Regions from separate parts of the Pan troglodytes genome. Here region 2 is linked to region 1. A link is a contact called in public HiChIP or PLAC-seq data. All regions are on one chromosome and are shown on one strand. The core of a region is the stretch at or near the end of the contact, and the rest is flanking DNA. Distances in the headings are between cores, read along the strand shown. Region 1 holds the start of SFXN5 (sideroflexin 5). Region 2 holds the start of SPR (sepiapterin reductase).

What was found. HiChIP or PLAC-seq counts read pairs in DNA pulled down with a chosen protein or histone mark.
Region 2: an H3K4me3 HiChIP or PLAC-seq map of stem cell-derived excitatory neurons shows a contact between it and region 1, with 10 times the contacts expected there. The contact joins the promoter of SPR here to the promoter of SFXN5 in region 1. A contact is called at or near these places in 1 of 7 Hi-C or Micro-C datasets (stem cell-derived neural progenitor cells) and 1 of 1 datasets of contacts at active chromatin or transcription factors (stem cell-derived excitatory neurons).

Annotation. Positions count from the first base shown.
Region 1 is chr12:49,674,496-49,680,211 of NHGRI_mPanTro3-v2.0_pri, forward strand. SFXN5 (sideroflexin 5) reads left to right here and starts at 1,573. Exons shown (of 15, transcript XR_010149103.1): 1 at 1,573-1,733. RAB11FIP5 (RAB11 family interacting protein 5) reads left to right here. Exons shown (of 6, transcript XM_016948762.4): 6 at 1-15.
Region 2 is chr12:49,856,220-49,862,362 of NHGRI_mPanTro3-v2.0_pri, forward strand. SPR (sepiapterin reductase) reads right to left here and starts at 4,372. Exons shown (of 3, transcript XM_016948761.2): 1 at 3,890-4,372; 2 at 3,021-3,311; 3 at 1-274. The coding sequence starts at 4,193. The coding sequence ends at 84.

The DNA.
Region 1 (5,716 bases), core at 323-2,822:
CATTCATGTACTGCAGGTGGCTCTGTTGTGTTCCTGTTTTGGAATGAACAGTTACAGGAGGCTGCTGTGGGAGAAAGCACCTTAAATCAAGGTGATGGGATTCTTGGATGACACTGTCCCTGCCCTAAGGGGGCAGCAGCACAGTGTTGCCCAGCAGCCTGAACTTAGTCTTTTCTGACTCCCAGGATACCCACATTTATTGCGCACCTAAGATGGGCCCATTTATTGGTAATACAGAGGGTAAGAAATGGATTCCTATTCTCAAGTTGCATGGTCTAGCAGGGGAAGATAAGATACAAATCCAAGATACAAATTGTTCTTCGTGGCTAGCTAGAATCTCCCCCTAGCTTTATGAAAAGTGTTTCTTGTGGTTCAACTACTAGAGGATGAAAAACTTTGACTGCTACAGCTCATGTAGTGTCCAGAAACACTGGCAGACATGAGCCAACCCTGCACTCCACCACGAGACTAATGAGACCCAAAGTGGGGTTCCCTAGAAGACCAAATATTTCTACTGTCATCTTGGGCAAAACAGGCAGCTCCCGAAGTCTGGCTCACTGACCAGGTAATTCAGCTGGGAATCTTCAGCTAATCCATTCTACAACTGTATGTGTTTATTATCCATACTGATGCTTACTCCACAATCTGTAATACTCCCCCTTACCTAACACCCTCCCCACCCACCCTAGTCCCAAGTTCTCCTCCTGCCCAGGAATTAGGCCCAGGAGGGATCTTCCTTGGTTGGCCAGACAAGGTGAAAGCTGCCAGGGCTCTTAATCCCCCACTGATGAACTCACAGCCAACACTTATTTGAGTCTCTACTGTGAGCCCTTTTATGTCTGGCTCTGAAAACTGAAGTGAATCAAAAAGTCATAGCCCCTGCCCTGTGAACTTTACAGTAAGAAAGACTGTCCAGAACAGTAAGTAGTTGTGAGTGCAAAAGAGAAGTGCTGGGTGCCACGGAGCCTCTGTGGGATTTTGTGCAAGCAGAGTGATGGACTGGGAAATGCAATGTTTAGGCTAAAGCCAGAAAGCCAGCATCAGGCGAAGATTTAGTCTTCTGGGCACAGAATGTTCAGGGGTCGGGAGGCGGGCAGGCCCCAGCATGCTCCAGGAACTGAGTGTCAGGGCAGCCGGAGAGCACAGGACGAGTGGGCAGGGTGGCGACGGAGGAAAGTACGAGAAGGTCCGCAGTGCAACTCCTTGGAGAAAGCCTTCCGAGGTTAACCCTACTCCGCCTGGAGTCTTTGCCCATCTGGTCCCAGGTTCCCCCTTGAATGGGACCCTTCTGCGCTGCCTGGCCCCAGGAGCGACGCCCACGGCAACAACTCTAACTTCTGGGGGCAACTAAGCAGCGAGGGGTGGCCCGTGGTCGTCGTACAGGAACACCTTTCCTGGACTGCCGACCTTGCACCTTGCAACGCGGACAGCGGGCACCGAGACCTCTCCGGACGGCCGCGACTCTCCGCAGTCTACGGTTGTAAGCGCCGCGACGCGAAAAACTACACTCCCCACAACGCCTTGCGCCTCCCGCTCGCTGCGGTTGATTAGGGCCAATCGGGAGAGGCAGCTGTGGCGGGGGCCGAGGAGGGACATTTTAAAAGGGCCGGAGATTGCGGGCGTCAGTGGCCATGGCGGATACAGCGACTACAGCATCGGCGGCGGCGGCTAGTGCCGCTAGCGCCTCGAGCGATGCACCTCCTTTCCAACTGGGCAAACCCCGCTTCCAGCAGGTGAGGTCCGGGCTGTGGTCTGCGGGCCGGCGGGTGGCAAAGAGAGGACGAGCAAACTCCCCTCCAAAGTCCCCTTCCGCCCAAGGGTCTCCCACCCGCGGCCAGCGGAGCCTGCAGCTAGCGCCGGGGGGGGGGGGGGGCCTCGGTCACAGCCACCCTTTTCCCATTGGTCAGCGGGGCGGGCGCGGACTCCCATCTTGGCTTCCTATTGGCCCTTGGCGCCGTCACTCCCCGACTGCCCGCGCCCTCTAGCCTTTCCCGCCCGCGGCGCCCTGTGATTGGCCACCGCCGGCTGCGGGCAAGGTCCCGAGCGCACGGCTTCGAGCGGCTGCTCAGGGTTGCTCCGGGTTGTGCAGCTGCCCGCCCCGGACTCAAAGTTCTAGTCTGGCCCTGGATGGGAAGTTGGCGTGGCCGGGATGCCTTCTAACTTTTTCCCCCGGTGGGGACTGACGTTCCTTTCGAGCTGCTGGCGGTGCCGCCGGGCAGCGTCGCGCCCCGCGGTCACTCCCCAGCCCTGGCCCCCAAGCCGGGCCCGGCGCGCGCAGCAGGTTGAGGGGGCGAGTGCCGAGGCGAGCGGCGGTCCGGCGTCCCCGGTCCCTGCTCTCCATCTCGGGCTGAGGATTCGCTGACGCAGCAAGCCGGCCGATGCCCTGAGGGGACGCAGCCAGGGCGAGCGGGGGAAACGCTGTGTCATCCCCTGGGGCCGTCGTCCCTCCGAGGGGCTGCCGCCCGGGAACCCCCCCAGCCTCTTCCTCGCTGTGTCCTCCGCGGAGGGTCTCCCGCGCCCGGGTCCCCGCGCCGCCGGGTACTGGCTCTGGGCACACCCGCTCAGGCTCTTCGGGGCACGGCGACAGGGGTCCTTTCCCTCCGGGACCTCCTTTGGGGCGTCGCCGACTCGGCCCTAGACTGCGGAGGCGGGGGTGGAACGCGGAGCCCGGGCGCCTTGTTGGGCCCGGAGACCGGAGCCGGGGAGGGGCCGCTCCCGCGCCGCAGACCCTCGGGCTCCCGCGCCTCCCGCACCAAGGAGACGGAATTTATTAGGAAACAGGCAGAGAGACCGCTGAAGTGAACCGGGGCTTGCCAGGGGTGGGCGGCAGCCGAGGCGGCCAGAAAAGAACTTTGAAGGAAGAAAGGAAATTGTGCTAAGGTCGGTGCGGTGGCTTTTTTCTTCTTTTTTTGTTGTTGTGGTGGAAGGGGGACTGGTTCCAGCAAGGGGGTGCCCCGAGCTTTGCTGATAATTAGGGAACTTGGCTCCTGAGCCGTCTGAAAAAAATGTCCCCAGTGTTTCTTAACAGGACTTTAATTCCTTTTAAAAGTAGGCCATCTCAGCATGTAGGTATCCGAGGTGAGACTGGCATCTTCCTTCCAGTGTAGGAGGCCATCTGGGGCGAGAGTGTCGGGGTGTCCCTGCCTGGACTTGAGTGACCTTATTACATTGCCTGTCCCCGCTCCCACCCCCATTCTGCTCATTCTTAAAGGCTCAGACGGGCCTGCCTCTCTGGCAAACACTTGCTCCCTTCTTCTCTGGTCCCATCAGATCGCAGGCTTCCTCCTGCACACCTCTTTGGCCACCTGAGTCAGATCCTCATAGCTCTCCATACAGTCTGCCCTGTGGTCTTCTAAATGTTTGCTGTGTGACGACTTGGTTTCCTCAGACCCCCTGTAGGCCTTTTGCAAGAAGGGGCTGAACTTGCCCTTCTCTGCCTCTGTCTTACCCTGATGGAGACAGGTTAGGCATATAGTAATGTGCCGAGTAAAAGATTTGTGTTTCCTTTTTTTTTTTTCCTTTTTCTTTTTGTCCTGGTGTCTGTTATCTGTATGTGGCACTAGGGACATTCAGTGACCTAACAGACATTTATCAAATACGTCTTAGTGGCTTATATGACTGAGCCCTGTGCTGTGAGCACTGCTCTAGAGCCATAGATAAACATTTTAGGCTACCCCGTTCCTGCAGCCATAGCGGTACTTCTTTTTGGCACTGCTCTTGAAGGCAGTAAAAGTGTTTGTTGTATGCACTTTTGAAGCTCCCCTCCTCCAGCATAGTGGCCTGCATAAAGCACGTTGCATGTGATTCATCCATGTTAAGGATCTTCTCTTTCCTCCATACCTGCTCCTCCCGCATGGCTCCCTGGCTCTGCAAGCAGCCCAACTTGCCACCCAATCAATGCAGCCAGAAACCTGGGAGCCGCCTGTGTTCTTTCCTTCTTCTCCCTCACCCTTTAAATGCAACCAGAGGCCCAGTGATCTTACCTCTTACACAGCTCTCAAGTCCACCCATCTCTACTGCCAGAATCCTAGACCAAGCCCCCATCGTCTATTTCCTGGGTCACTGCAGTAGCCTCACAACAGGTCTCCCTGCTTCCACTCTGGCCCTCTTCCAGTCCTTCCTCTTTCTGCAAGTCAGAGTCCCAACAGTGCAGATCTGATCAAGGGACTCCCCACGCCCTTGTAGATTTAAATACCCTCCAATGGCTTCCCCTGCTTCTGAGATAAAGACCTCACTTCTGAAGGGGCCCCCAAAGTATGCATGGCCCACCCCACTGACTACTTCTTCCTTGAATCCCACCACCCACCCACCCACACTTCGCACCCTCCTTCACATCACACTGGCTGCTTTTCAGCCTCTGAACCCACCACGTTCCCTCCCACCACTGGGCCATCTGCTTGGAACATCACCTCTTCCTCTACCCCCAACTCTTGTTCCCATTCTTCCTCATCCCTGGTGTATCCATGAAGCATCACTTTCTTGGAGAAGCCTCCTGCCACTCCCAGGTTGGATTTTTGAGTGTTCGCTTACTGCAAAGTACCTATCTCGGTGTATACATTGATTTGTGATGAGTATTTCTTTGCCATCTGTGTCTCTCTTTCGACTATGGACTTTGCAGAAGTGGGGGCTGTGCCTGCCTTTACTCCCTGTTGACTCTCCAAGGCTCAGCACAGTGCCTGGCAGTTAAGAGGTGCTTAATGAAGATTTGTTATATACATGAATATCCTGGAGACAATTCAGTAGGGCTTTGCGGACTTGAATTAAATTGACTTGTAAGGTTGTGACTGGGGAGGTGGACCAACTTTTCTCCAAATTGTCCCTTAGGGATCTTACAAAATTGCAAGTGGTGGCATGTTTGACAGTGTAAGGTTCATCAGTGCTGAGACATCCCAGAGTTGGGGTGTCTCTAAGGAGGTGAGTCTAAAGACACAAAGGTTGGCTACGTATGTACTGGGTTGATGAGCTCCTTTAGGGCCCAGCCCACATCTCTATGTCCTGCCCTGGCATGTAATAGTTGTGTAATATATATGCTCATAGTACCTTGTGCTGGCCTGACAGAAGCCTGCTTCAAGGTGGTTGATAATCCAGGGTTCATTCCCAGCACCCATGCCAGGGACATGACCCTTATTCCCCAATTAATCTCACCGCTTTCTGCAGGATTTGTTACCAAGGTCTTTTCTTATTCCCTGGAGTCACTCTAGAACTCCTCTTTATTCCCTCAAGGGTCTCCCTATGCAAGAGGATGGGCAGAAAGAGGGTGGAGGGTGTGGAGGGTCAGAGTGTGAAGAAAGGGTGATGAGTGTTGGTGGTCTGTGACCATCTTTCTCCCTGTAAGATGGTGACGATAGCCAAGCATCATTCCAGCCTTTTTGTGTATTGACTTACTGAATTTTCACAACAACCCTTTGAGGCAGGTGCAATGATCTCCAATTTATGGGTAAGAAAACTACAGCACACAAACAGATTAAGTAACTTCCCAGGCAGTCTGTCTCCAGAGTTCATGTTTGTTTGTTTGTTTGCTTGTTGTCAACTTTTTATTATGGAAGTTTACAAACATACTAATCTGGAGATAGTTGTCAGTAAACCCCTATGCACCCATCATCCAGCTTCAACAGTTGCCAACTTAAAGCCGGCCTTGTTTCATCTATGCACCCACCCCCCACAACCCAATCAATGAATTACTCTGAAGCAAAGCCCAAACATCCCATCATTTCAT
Region 2 (6,143 bases), core at 3,122-5,621, 180 kb after region 1:
ATGGCAGGGTGTGGGGAGCCACAGGGCTCTGGGGTATGTCTGAAAGTGGGGGTGAAAAGGTTCAGGAAGCCAAAAACATGGGCTTATTTGTCATAGAAGTCCACGTGGGCTCCAGACTTGAACTCGTCCTTTTGCAGTAAGCTCAGCAGTTTCTGGGCTGACACCTTGCAATCCACCAGCTTCCCCTTTGCCTTCAGCTCCTGCAGCCCTTTTCGCATGTCTGGGTCCACGGAGGTCTCCCGGGCCAACTGCTGCATGTCTGTGTCCAGAGGACCTAGAGGATGAAAAGGAGACGATGAGGGAACATGGCCAAGGCAGGGACAGAAGGTTTCAGGTCCCTGTTTCATGTCGGGGGTGGGGCTGAGTCAGGTCTGGCCGGAGGAAACACGTCGTCTTGGCTGAAATGTGTGGTCAGGGTTGCCAAAGGCTCCAGTTTGTCACCATCAAGTTCTGGACTGAAATTCAAAAGCCCACTGAACATGGACCCTCTAGACTACCATGTCTAAAACCAAGATTCTCATCTCCTGTCCAACCAGCACCACCTCCTGACATTCCCATTTCTATTAATGAAGTATTCTTTTCCCAGACTCAAAACGTCCATCACTTCCTCCTTCCCTCCCCCATCATCCCCACAGCCAACCAGGCACCAGGTAGGACCCTTCAGCATCTATACATCCCGACAATCAGGCCCTTTTTACAACCTTGCTTCTCTCCCTGCCTCAGCTCCTTCTGTAGCCCTCTACTAAACTCATTCTACTAAAACATCACTGGGGCCCAGCTGCAGTGGCTCACACCTGCAACCCCAGCACTTTGGGAAGCTGAGGCAGGAGGATCACTTGAGGTCAGGAGTTTGAGACCAGCCTGGCCAACATGGTGAAACCCTGTCTCTACTAAAAATACAAAAATTAGCCAGGTGTGGTGGCACATGCCTGTAGTCCCAGCTACTGTGGAGGCTGAGGCACTAGAATTGCCTGAGCCTAGGCCGAGCGCAGTGGCTCACGCCTGTAATCCCAGCACTTTGGGAGGCCGAGGCAGGTGGATCATGAGGTCAGGAGATTGAGACCATCCTGGCTAACACGGTGAAATCCCATCTCTTCTAAAAATACAAAAAATTAGCCGGGCGTGGTGGCGGGCGCTTGTAGTCCCAGCTACTCAGGAGGCTGAGGCAGGAGAATGACGTGAACCTGGGAGGTGGAGCTTGCAGTGGCCGAGATCGTGCCACTGCACTCCAGCCTAGGCAACAGAGTGAGAATCCATCTCAACAAACAAACAAATAAACAAACAAACAAAAACATCACTGGGATCACAACATTCCTCCGCTCAAAACCCCTTAACAGCTTCCCAGTAGCCTGGCCTAATACTCAAGGCATCCTAGTCTGCCCTCCTCTGGGCACACCTACTCTACAGGCAAACCGAAGACCTGCCACGCCCACAGTGAGCCTTCGCACCTTTATTTCCTTTCATCAGGAATGCCTTCCATCTGCCAACAACCAAGGTCAATGTCCAGTTCAGCTACCTCCAATAAAGCCATCTCTAGTCTCCCCACCTAAAGGAATTGTTCCCTTCTTGAACTGTTGCAAGCACGTTCTATTCTTCACATAGGAATCACTCATGCACCCCAGTATTTGCAGTTAATGGTCCTCGAGGGCAGAACATCAGAGAATTCCAGGGTTGGAGGGAGAATTTATCTCCTGGTCCTTGACTATTTTCCAATGACCTGTGCATCCCTGCTGAGAGAGGACTTGCTGCCTTTCCAAACAGCCCATTCTATCTCTGAGCACCTGTTAGAACATTCTTCCTGAGACCGAAATGAAAACCAGACTGGCCTCCGCCTTGGTTCAGGCCCGGGGGACCTCCTGAAAATCTCAGCTCCCTCATAATGCCCAGGGCAGTCTCCTGAGACCAAACGCAGCCATGTGGACTTCTGGAGTCTGCTCTGCTCCTGGCTGTAGCTTACATTTGGTCACTGTTGTTTGTGCAAATCCTTGGGCTGAGCTCAGAGTGGATGATGAGTTGAATGTTGGTTGCGAGAATAATTGTGCATGTGTGTTGGGGGGCAGGGGTGGTAGGGGCTGGAGTACTGGAGAACATGAGGAAGAACTTGAAAGCAAGGTGGGATCCAGCCCTGCCACGTCTGTGCTTTGTGCAGGCCATTCTACCTGTCTGCCCAGGGAGCCTGACCCTATTCCCCAGGGACACAGGCTACTGGATCTCTGCCCAAGTTGCTCAGGCTTTCCATGGCTGCTCTGTCACCACCTTCTGATTGCAGCAACCTCAAGCCTAAAAGAGACTCCTCACTATTAAGACAGGGGCGCTGTGGCATCAGAAACTAGACCCAGTATCACAAGACTTCCTGTCCTTTGGCGTTCATGAGAACAAGGGCTCTATTCTATTTATCCCAGAATCCTCAATAGTGTTCCAGCACAGTTCGGCCAGGGATGGTCAGCACTCAACAAAGTCTGTCTGCTCTCCACACAGCTAGCATGTCCTGCAGCTTGCCTTAGTGTAGTGCTTTGCTAGGTGTTAGGAACACACATCTGCATAGTGCAAAGGCTTTCCTGTCAGGGAAGGGAAGGAGGCAAGCAAACATATGCAGACAATACAGTGTAGTCAGTCCTATTTAACAATGAGGCAACACTTCACAGGTCAGGGTCATTTTCACATACAGTATCTCATTCAGTCTTCCCAAGTGCCCTGTGAGGCAGGGAGCGTCTTCCCCATTTCACATGAGGAAGGCCTAGAACTCAAACCCCAGTCTTCTCCCAAACTCCATCTAATACCTCAGACCTTCCTGCCCCACCCTCCAGTCCAAGAAACTCCTCACTCTCTACCAGTATCCCCGGCCCCTGCCACCTCTATTTCCCCTGGGTCTGTATTTCCCCTAAGGGGTGATGGGTCAGGATTCAAGGACAAAATCCTGTGGGTTTTTTCCTGGAGGGGGCGGACTAGGCCGCTTGCCCAGCCCCCAGAGGCGCACCAGTGGGTTCTGGAGGACAGGGACGGCAGGACTTCCCACCTACCTGGGGCATAGTTCAGCACCCTCACATTAGGTTCCTCCAGCGCCAGGACCTGGAACAGCATATCACGAGCAGCCTTTCCTGCACAGTACAGCGCCCAGCCTTTGAAAGGTTGCAGGGCACAGAGGGACGAGATGTTAACCACGGTTCTGTTGAGGCCAGGACTGGCCGGGAAGGCCTTCAGGACGCTGGAAGTCAGGCAGAGCATGGAGGTCAAGTTCAGCGCCCAGTAGTTGTTCACTTGAGTGGAGTCACTCAGGTCCACGAAGCCTTTGGACACATCCCCAAGAGAGCCTGAAAAACCAACCCTTAGGAGTAACTCAGTGCAGGCGGGGCTTTCTTCTTCCCCAGCCCTCCCAAGTTCCTCCAGATATCCTCTTTCCATGCAGACCTAGAGGAGGAAGCTGCCTAGCGCTTCTGAAGAGGCTTCTCTCTTCCCCAGCTCTGCGGAAAGACACAGCTGGGGAACCCAGCCATTCCAAGCTGCAGAATGAGAAGGCACCTGCCTTGCCGTGGGGCTGAAGGAAAGCTCTAGGGGTCCTTTGGAGAAGCAGAGAGTTTACTTGTTTGGAGACTCCAAGCCCTGACTCAGGCCTCCGCCAGAGGGCGCAGAGCAAGGGGCTCGGGAAAGTTCTACAGGCGCTTTGGAAAACCCGGCTGGCCAATCTTCCAGGAAGTGGGGGCAGCCTGTTGTCCCGACGGCACCGAGCCTTCCTGTACACCTCGCCTCCACTTGCTACTCAAGCTGGAACAACTAGGGCTTTAGATTTCTAGGCGTCCTATCTGACCCCCTAGGAGTAGCCCTTAAATTCCCCAGCGGTGGAGGAAGTGGGCGCTCACATGGGGAGTCCGCTCCAGCCCCGGGGTCTTACCCGCGTTGTTGATAAGCAGCAGTCGCTGCAGCCCCTTGGGCCGGGGGAGCTCGCGCAGGGCGCCGAGCAGCTGCTGCAAGCCGGCCTCGGCGCCCAGGTCGGCGGGCACCCGCACCACGCACAGGCCAGACCGCTCGGCGCCCAGCTCGGCCTCCAGTTGCCGCAGCGCCTCGTCGTTGCGGGCGCTAAGGACAAGCACGGAGCCGGGCGACAGCAGCGAGGCCAGGAGCGGGGCCAGCGTCCGGCCGAAGCCGCGGGAGGCCCCGGTCAGCAAGCACACAGCACGCCCCAGCCCGCCCTCCATGCTCCTGTTCTCCGCCGGCGGCGCTGGCACCCGAGACCAGGCAGGAGGCGGTGCGGCCGCGGGGGGCGGGACCGCTACGGGTGTCGGCGGGGCCGCCCTGCCGGGGCGGGGCGGGAACCTCAGGCTTCGGGCCGCGAGCGCCCAGGGGTGCTGGTTCCCTTGGGATCTGGTTCCCTTGGTTGCTGGTGGCGGAAGTCAAACCGTGGGCGGTAGCCCAGTCCGTGCCAAGTGGGACAACAGAGAGGGCCGGCAGGCGCGGCCCACACGGAAAGCCCTAGCCCGGTTCCCAGCGCTGCCGTGTTCTTCGCCCGCAAGCTCAGCCTCTGGCTGGGACGCATGCTCGAATTTCCTCCCAGTTCCAGCCCTAACTTCTTTGCACTACTGACCTCTTCCAGGGCAGGCCCTGCACTGGGTGCTGGGCGTCCCTGGTCGTGGCCAGTGAACACCCTGAATGAAGCTTATGCCTGTTTAGGAATTGAAGTCTCTGCTTGTTTGGGAGCTCACCGCTCTCTGGATGACAGGAGCTTCCTCTGGGAGAACCACAGTGGCTCCAAATGATATTAAAACCTTTCCCTTTTACTAGGCTCTGAGCAGCTCCGTGATCCCACCAGTAACCCCTGCTTCTCTGAGATTTCTGACTCCTGTCCCTAAAAGGACAGGATAAGATACCACTTCATATCCATTAAGATGGCTAAAATAAAACAGACAGATAATAAATATTGGCAGGTCATATGATTTGGCTGTGTCCCCATCCAAATCTCATCTTGAATTATATTTCCCATGTGTTACAATTCCCATGTGTCATGGGAGAGACCCAGTGGAAGGTTAATTGAATCATGGGGGCGGGTCTTTCCCATACTCTTCTCATGATAGTGAATAAGTCTCATGAGATCTGATGGTTTTATAAGTGAGAGTTCCCCTACACAAGCTCTCTCTTGCCTGCTGCCATGTAAGATGCGCCTTTCACCCTTCACCTACCACTATGATTGTAAGGCCTCCCCAGACATTAATGGAACTGTGTTAATTAATGGAATGGAATTAACTGTGTTAATTAATGGAATCCACAGATTAATGGAACTGTGATTCCATTAATCCTCTTTTTCTTTATAAATTACCCAGCCCCAGGTATGTCTTTATCAGCAATGGGCAAATGGACTAATACAGTAAATTGATACTGAGAGTGGGGTACTGCTGTAATGATACCTTAAAATGTGGAAGTGACTTTGGAACCGGGTAACAGGCAGAGGTTGGAACAGTTTGGAGGGCTCAGAATATAAGAAAGTGTGGGAAGGTTTGGAACTTCCTAGAGGCTTGTTGAATGGCTTTGATCAAAATGTTGATAGTGATATGGACAATAAGGTCCAGGCTGAGGTGGTCTCAGATGGAGATGAGAAACTTGTTGGGATTCACAGGATTCAAGTAGACATGTCTTTAGAGGTTGGGGAGGGGAGACACACAACTCAATCAACTAGGTGTGTGATAGAGAAGCAGGGCTTTCTCATTAAGAAATTTGCTAGATTATTGAGCCCCCAATCTTGGCTTTTCACCAAATTTGAAAAGCTGATTTTTGAGAGATACACACAAAGGAAGCACCAAACACATTTCAATGGATACATTTATGAAGACACTGTTTCTGTCATCCCAGTCATCACTTTAATGGCATGGAAGTTACTGGAGTGAGTAAAGCTTTTTGAAAAGCTTGGGAACAATAAGACTTCATGTAGCTCATGGGCTTTCTGGACACATTTGAGTAAAGGGAAAAGGACTGGGAAGGATAAGCACACAGGGAACAAAGGATGGCAATGAAGTGATCCTGGGCAGGGTTAGGAAAGCAGGCTTTCGTCCCTGCAGCGGCACTCCAACTTCAGGAGGTCCATGCTGGACAGCTCCCGCCTTTTACTAGTAGGTTGAAAGAAAGGAAAAGACAGCCAGGGTCCCTCTGCTTTCCTC